Linked DNA regions of Sus scrofa: region 1 is linked to region 2. Evidence: chromatin contacts called from public Hi-C data. All regions are on one chromosome and are shown on one strand. The core of a region is the stretch at or near the end of the contact, and the rest is flanking DNA. Distances in the headings are between cores, read along the strand shown. Region 1 has its middle 910 kb from the start of NR2F2. Region 2 has its middle 550 kb from the start of NR2F2.

What was found. Hi-C and Micro-C count contacts between places; a contact is called where the count stands out from the background.
Region 1: a Hi-C map of liver shows a contact between it and region 2, with 6 times the contacts expected there. The contact joins two enhancer-like sites. A contact is called at or near these places in 2 of 47 Hi-C or Micro-C datasets (embryonic fibroblasts and liver).

Annotation. Positions count from the first base shown.
Region 1 is chr7:84,000,750-84,004,726 of Sscrofa11.1, forward strand. No RefSeq gene overlaps it. Among named protein-coding and RNA genes, the nearest start is that of NR2F2, 910 kb to the left of the region's middle. Within about 2 kb of position 2,007, at least 6 of the 83 cell types and tissues checked have an H3K27ac peak or open chromatin away from gene starts, as enhancers often do. A contact at or near this core is called in liver, where this site is marked.
Region 2 is chr7:83,634,464-83,638,239 of Sscrofa11.1, forward strand. No RefSeq gene overlaps it. Among named protein-coding and RNA genes, the nearest start is that of NR2F2, 550 kb to the left of the region's middle. Within about 2 kb of position 1,953, at least 3 of the 83 cell types and tissues checked have an H3K27ac peak or open chromatin away from gene starts, as enhancers often do. A contact at or near this core is called in liver, where this site is marked.

The DNA.
Region 1 (3,977 bases), core at 757-3,256, 370 kb after region 2:
TGCCACGGGTGCAGCCCTAGAAAAGACAAAAAGAGACAAAAAAAAAAAAAAATTGAAACTTAGAATGAAAAATGTGTCTCCTGATCATAGAACTGTATACATTCTACCCCGGCTTCCTTTCCTTACTGAAATGCCAAGAGGAAAGGGGAGAACTAGATATGCAAATTGAAACCAAAACATACACAAGGATTCAATCCTATGATACAATCCTCAAAGGAATGAAAATGCTGGGAAGAAAAGAAGTTTATGAACTCCATGTTCTGTGGAAGCAGGCTACAAAAGAGTTTAGCTGTCCTTCTAAAAAACAAAAATTAATTTGCTTTGGCCAAATTAAAATTAATTAAAATTATGCAATGTTGCCCTTGTGTTAATTTTAACGGTGAGGTTGTTGTGATTTAAGGCTACAATTAGTTCTAGTGTTTGAAAGAGAAGCTCTGTAATCGAGACAGGACATTTTAATAATCCTGGTTATAAACATTTAATACATCATCTTTAGGGACTCACAAACACATTGTAATTAACTTTTACAACTGAAATAAATCAGATTGCATTAGCATATTGCAAAGGAAAAAATCATTTGCATGATTGAAAACAGCTTCAGAAAATTATGTATAACAGGCTTCGTGCAAACACCAGCATAACTTTTACCAGGTTTCTTATATGTGGATTATTTTTAACAAGAACAGTTTAGGATTCCTCAGCTAATTATAACTTTTACCATAAAAGGAAATATCCCAGTTTTGAAGAAGGAGCAAGAGTCATTCTGTGGTCAGTAGGACCAAGTCCAACCTTATTGTAAACCAGTTGGGGAATATTCAAATTAAAGTATGATGTGTTCTTGCTCTGTAGCCTCTTCTATGCTATGAGCAAGCAATTTGGTCAGGAGAAAAGAAATTTCACATATTTGGTGCTCAAACCATGAGCAGAAAGAGGGATGCTAATCTTGAATTCATAAGGGTCCCTACATCCAGCACCCAATCTACCTCATATAACATCAATGCCTCCCTGACTGGTTAAGCTGTGACTGATAAAATGATAGTTAGCTTGGTCATTTTGGAACTGAGCCAATGCAGTAAGTTCTTATTAAATATTGGCCATTATTTTTACCAAAGAGATTTCAGGTCAAGTATACCCATTGGATACACTATTCAACCTTTGACTCTGGTCAGTGATTTTTGTCTACTGAGTGATCACTGGTGCCTAGGTAGCTGTTAAACATACAGATCCTGTAGTTGTATTTCCTAGGTTTGAATCATGGTTCCTTCACTCAGTGATGACATTGTGTCCCATGCCTCAGTTTCTCCCTCTGTAAAATGAGGATCATAAAGTACGTATTTAAAAGTACTCTTATGAGAACTGAGATGATATGTGGTATTTATCTTAGAATGATGTCCTGAAGGCATAATAAGTAAGCACTCAATAAATATTAATGATTTTAATTGTCTTTATTATATCTGTTGGCTATAGTTAGGTCAATGTCTAAGGAAAAAAAAAATCATTTCATTATTGTCTGGAAGCTAGTGATTTTCCTGCATAGAATTTAACCAGGGCTTTTTCCAAATATACAATTTGATCTCCACATTCCCATTCACTTGTTCAATTAGTATCGTACCTCTACTATGTGCAAAACATTATCAGATTTGTAATAGAGGACATCTTTGTGATATTGACACTGAAGCCAGCGTAGACACAGCAAAGTTTGGGGTCAATTAACTTGTGAGAAGTCTCACCAAGTTATGAAATCAGGGTGAAAAACATGATCAAGTTTAGATTCCAAGTGTCTAAGCAAAGCAGCAAGAGGTCCACTCCCACACTTCCCCAAATTTCCCCCCAAAATGAAAACAGATTAAAAAGTAACAATTCCCAAGTAGAGCAGGACAAAAGTCAACATTTATGGATCAACCTTTGGTCAAAAGAAAGAAAGCAGGGTGAGGAGTGGTGGTGAGGATACTCTGAGTTGTGCTGAGGCTCTGTTCCCGGGATAATTTGGAAATAGTCCTTTCTTCCTGCTAGGTCAGGTTAATGATTAACAATTAAATGACAAGGATAATGACAGCATTTGAGAGGAGCTGGATCCTGGGCGGTTATTTCCGAAAGGAAAGGCCTGTTAAAGCTGATCCTGTGATACCAAGTGAGACAGAGATAGCTGATTTTCTTTTTGCAGAGCTCTAAAGGAACTCCAGTAAGTGTTCTAAAAGTAACTAAAAAGATGTTAGTGGTTTCTCTTCATGTATTTCGATTCAGATTTCCATTTTACCTTGATTCTAGAAATGGACCATGAATGAACTGAAAATACAATATACTCTCAAAAGATCTTCATTTGAGTCTCTACTTTGAAGGAAAGAGAGAGGTTTCTATTCTGTCACTTTTGGGGGGAAGTACTTGGGATCTTTTAATGGGAAACTTCTCATTTCTCCTGAGGCTATGGTTTATTGACTTCAAAGAGCAGTGGCTTAATTAACAGAAGAAATGAAGCCTATTGCATAATTAACTAGGCATTTACCTAAAATCAATAATCTAATTGCCACACCTACATAGGGGATAATGTTCATCCTATTGAAAACAGTTCATTTATATCTACATCTTAACAAGGTGATTGGTGGTTTGTTTAAGAGACTAGTCTGATCTGTAAAGTGATAATTTATTGAACAATCAATTAATCTTTTTAGTACTACAAATATAAACAATCAAAGAAGAGCCAGAGTGTGTCTGCTTATGAAAGGTCAAATTAGCAGACTCGCATCCTTAGTACTAATATGTGTAGGCAATGAATAAAAAAAATGTTTTAATACCATCCCCTTGCATATGTTACTTTCACGGGGACCTGATAACATGCAAAATATTTGTAAATATGTAAAGCAATTTAGACTCGTGTCCCATCTTTGCAAGGAATTCCTAATCTAGATTGTGTTCACCGTTTTACAGATACACATCAGCCTGTGGCAGATGGTTTTGGTATACCCAGCTATATATACTTGCATGCTCTCTGGGCTTTTAGTCCAATAAAATGAAGAATTGTTTCATATCTAGAAGAATGAATTATTTCATTTATCTAAGAATATGAGTTGAGGTCAAAATGCTTTAAGGTTTAGGTTGAATTAAGTATCCCACAGTCTGCATGTTTATCCAAAGTTTATTTTAATATTTTCATCCTGCGTAATTGGATATGAGGTTTCTCAAGATGTAAGGCACATCCTGTTTTGTAACTGTCCTCAAAGCATTCCATTTCTTAAAATATTCAAACTTCACAATCATTTAAATCCCAGCATTTATACAAAGTTACTCCAATCTGCTAGAAACATAAACACTATAATAATTATATCAACCTGTGTCTAGGTAGAAAGAACAATTTAAATATCCAAAACATTCCTAAGACTTGGATTCTTAGGTCTTTATAAACTTCATAAAATAGATGTGTATGTGCTGAAGGGCAAACAGGGAGGTGATTTATGGAAAAAATCAGTGCACTAAGCTGATTAAGTGAAAGAAATTTCTAAGTTTTTGACCAGGGGTTTTAACTCGGGGTTCTAAGCACAGTCACTCTTCATTTGGGGTTCTAGAGCAAGGGGGCCACAAATTGCCTAGACAAAAGTTGCATCTTTATTTTTACTGATTTCTGATTGAAATGTAGCATTCCCTTTCATTAAGAATGTGGAGACAACCTCATAACTGTAGTAACAATACCTATGAATTGTCACCAAGGGATGTCACACAAATGCTCCTATTACATTGTATGTGTCATAGATAACTCACAATATCATGTATGCTCAGCACATTTTTGAACAATGGTAGATGGTAGGTTTGAGACCTGTCACTGGATCTCATTATTTAGGATCTTAACAAAGAAGCACATATATTATGGTATGATGAGTTTGTCATGATGGGTTGGATATGCTGTGATGACCTTCTTTTTAACATTTTAAAGATTCTGTTTTAAAATACATTTTATATCATATTTAAGATCATTTTTTCCCTAA
Region 2 (3,776 bases), core at 703-3,202:
CCAGAATGTATTGCGGGGAAAGGAATGGGAAAACTTTAAGAAATCTTTCGTTTGTCCTTTTTCCTTGTCATATGCAGCCAGATTCGTCTTCTCCCATTAGGAAAGTTGCTGATTGTGGCCTCTAGAGAAGTTTGGGAATGGAGCACAGGCAACCAGGAGAGCACTAAACAATGGATGAGTCTCTCTATGGAAGAGGTGTGGCCCAGGGAACACAAACTCCATTTACTCATATTCGAGTAGGTAAAAGTGCAGTTTTAGCAACATGGTGATGGGTCCAATATAATTTCCGGGGGTCAAGATGAAGTGCCCTCTAAATGTTCTATTATCTCATTGGCCTCCTGCACCACAATTACTATGATTACATGTCTGCAGATGGTGATTTTGGTCTGAACCAACATTATCAATAAATATAGATGCTTCACATACACTGTATTTTAATCTGACTTACATCAGAAAGGGAGAAAACCACTCCTGAAAAGCCAGTGCTTGGAAAATCCCTGGTAAAAATTTTTCCACGAAAAGATGTGAGCATGGCTCAGGTTTGTCAGAAAGGAGCAACTGACAAAAACACTTCTCTATTATTCAGCAAGCCTTAAAAGATTTGCTTACCGTTTTTGTCGGTTGTAAGAGCCAATTTGTAAAAATTCCTCTAGGAAAAAGAATCTTACCTGATGAAGACCCTCCTGATGGCTTCTCAGAAGTTCGAAAGCCGTATTTCACATAATGCTGGGATCTTGAGTCTGGTGAAGGAAGCAGGAGAAGGTAGGGAAGACAGAAACCTTGACTCTAAAATAAAGAGGTGATTCTTAGGTCAGCAGCATGTGCTCTTGGCCGTGTGTGGGTAGGAAAGGTACAGATTTAGTGAAGATGAAATACTAGAAACAACACTAGGCAGAGTTCCCATTACTTAGAGGGAAGGGATGACAAGAAAACTATTGAGTTTGCAACCCCATTGTACTTTTAGATCTGAAGGAGCCAGACAGATACCTGTTACATTAATCGTATGGACCAGAATTTTTCTTCTACCAGCACTAAAAACATAATGAACATAATGGTCAGATGGTAACTATTCATGTTTTTATTTAAGAAAGGGGTGTGTGAGTGTGCATTTTATGTGCTAACACTAGGAAGGAAGAGGTAAGGGTGGGGAGAAGTTTTAATTTTGGGGTGATGTTGCGGTCACAGATATTTGTGCAACGTATGTAATAGAATATATGGCCTACATCTGTTATAAACTGGTGGAGATATTTTCTAGCTGCCTCTGATCAGTTGTTACTGATTTGCTGGTGATGTAAAGCTAAGAAATAGCCTCATTGTTTAAAAACTTACTACAAAAGAAGGATCATTCATGGTAAAGATGAGAGGCAGAGACAAAATAACTCCTCTGTAATGCAGATTTGTTAATAGTCATTCACCGATTTTCAGTAAAATACTCTTCACATAACCTTGACTTTATTAAGGAGTCCTTAAGGTGCATTTGGAAGACAGATAATGAGTTTGGGGAATAGCCTTATCTACATCAAGCTAATCTTTAACAGCTTGGAAAGGAACTAGCATAAAGTTTTCCAATTTGAGTGACAGAAGCATGTTAAGATGAAACCATTTAAAATGTCCTTTTAATATGAAGACTTTACGGTACATGACAATGTTTTTATAAGCATGCTTCATGGAGCACTGGGAGCATAAAATAAATAAGAAATACATAAAAAAAGACGGAGCTTTAATACTGTTCTTGAGGGTCAAATGAATTGCTAGTTAAGGGAATAAAGAATTCGACTGTCCGAGGCCTCTGAGTGGCACTTTGTATCTGGGTTAATAAAAGCAAGTCAGATGTCCCCGGGGGGGAAAAAGTGTTTCTTTCACATTGGCTGTCTCCTTTAAAGGGAGGGACAATCTGAAGGGAGGGATTTTGAGTGGCATGTCATTGTCGACACTGCACATGCCACATTGTCAGGACTTCTATGGAGAGAAATCGGCAGGAACCTTTCTGACCCTTGGCTAGTGCAGGGCTCTGTGTGTGGGGGTGTGCATAAGAGAGCTGAGAGCCAAAAGCAAGAGGGATGAAAAGAAAACTAATTGAGAAGTATCTTTCTAATGAGACAGCTCATATTTACCCATGTGTAGACTCCCAAGTTCAGATTTTTTTCTCCTTTAGTGAAAATGTGAGTTCCCTTCTTTAGCATAAGAGTAGCCATGTCAGGAGAAGCGGATTTCTCTCCAGCTTCTATGCACCAGTTACATCACAATCCAAGCTGAAATAGGCTACAGTTTTCAAAGCTTTAAACATATTCATTAGCAAAGCTTTTCATTCACATGCGTTCTGATAACTGGATTGTAAGTCTTTTAGTTTGTTTGTTGATTGGTTTCCTTCTGCTTTTCCCCCACTTGCCTCTACATCTTAGGATCATACCTTTCCTCTGTGTGAATCCTTTTAAATTGAGAATTTCACCCAAAATATCTTCAACCCAAAGGTCATGGCACAGTTTCAAACCAGGAAATTTCAGCAGTTTGAGAATTCTCTTTCCCCAGCAACAAGGCACTCCTAAGACTTGTCCAAAAGGTTTAAATACTTTCTTGCTCTTTCAGTGTTTATCCAATATTTTTCCTAACTCTGGCATAAAATCATTTCTTTGTCTCAATAAAATGCAAGTGGATAATTGGTGGGCATTACTGAAAGCTGAAAACGAGCCATTACAGATTGCTCTGCAGTTCCTAAGGTGTGAATGGAACAGTGAGAAAAGCAGAAAGCAGTTGTCTTTCTCTCCTCAGAAAATTCAGTCCTGGGGTAAGAAAGCTGGGATTTAGTGATCTGATTTTTTTTTTTTTCCCCTTTAAGAAGCAAGTGATAATTCATCTGCAAACACACCTTTCTTTGCTCTGTTGTCAATAGAAAAGTTGTTTTGCTAATGGTTATCTGTCTACAAGTCCTTGACCTGCTTGTAAACACATTTCTACAGGAAAGCCCTGGGCCATGGCCTCAGGACTTTGCGTCAACAACAAGAGATAAAGTGACCACAACTTAACCTGATGTGGCCTGGAGTGCCCTCTGCTGCCCCTTAACCAAGAGCTTCCCTAATCTCTCTGCAGAAGGAGCAGTCCGCTCAGAGGGCTGGCCCTTTACATGGCTTGACCTGACCTGCTACATGGTTCCTGCCCCATCATATTTTTAGTAATTTTATATATCCCTGTCAGGAGCCATTTTAAACCATATTCCATTAATTGAGGCAGAAAGGAGTTCTATGGGCTGATAAAAGTTAGTTAGATATGCATCTCTATAATTCTGAAAAAAAAAAAATGGTACAAATGGTACAAAATGGTACAAAAATGAAAAAAGAAGGTCCTATTTGTTGATGGGTGTCACATTCATGCAGTGTAGGGCCACCTTCTCCCCAGCACATGTGAATGAAGTGGAGACAGCTTTTAAATACTCCAAACATTTAAATCAATATGTTTGTGTGTGGGGTAAGTTATGTTTGGCTGCAGGCACAAGACTTGCTACCTGGGTATCTATTCCTCTCTGTACCCACTCTTTGCAGTGAATCTCAGGATAACAGATCCCTTCCCAGAGCCTCCTCAGTCTTCTCCTTTCCTACTCTTTTCCTGTCTGTCTTACTTTCTCTTCTTTCAAGCCATACACACTCCAACCTTTTTCAAGTGAACTCTATACAGTAAAACCTAGTTTAGGAGCTTCCTTTTTTTTCTTTTTTGGTCTTTTTAGAGCCCTACCTGCAGCATGTGGAGGTTCCCAGGCCAGGGGTCAAATCAGAGCTGGAGCT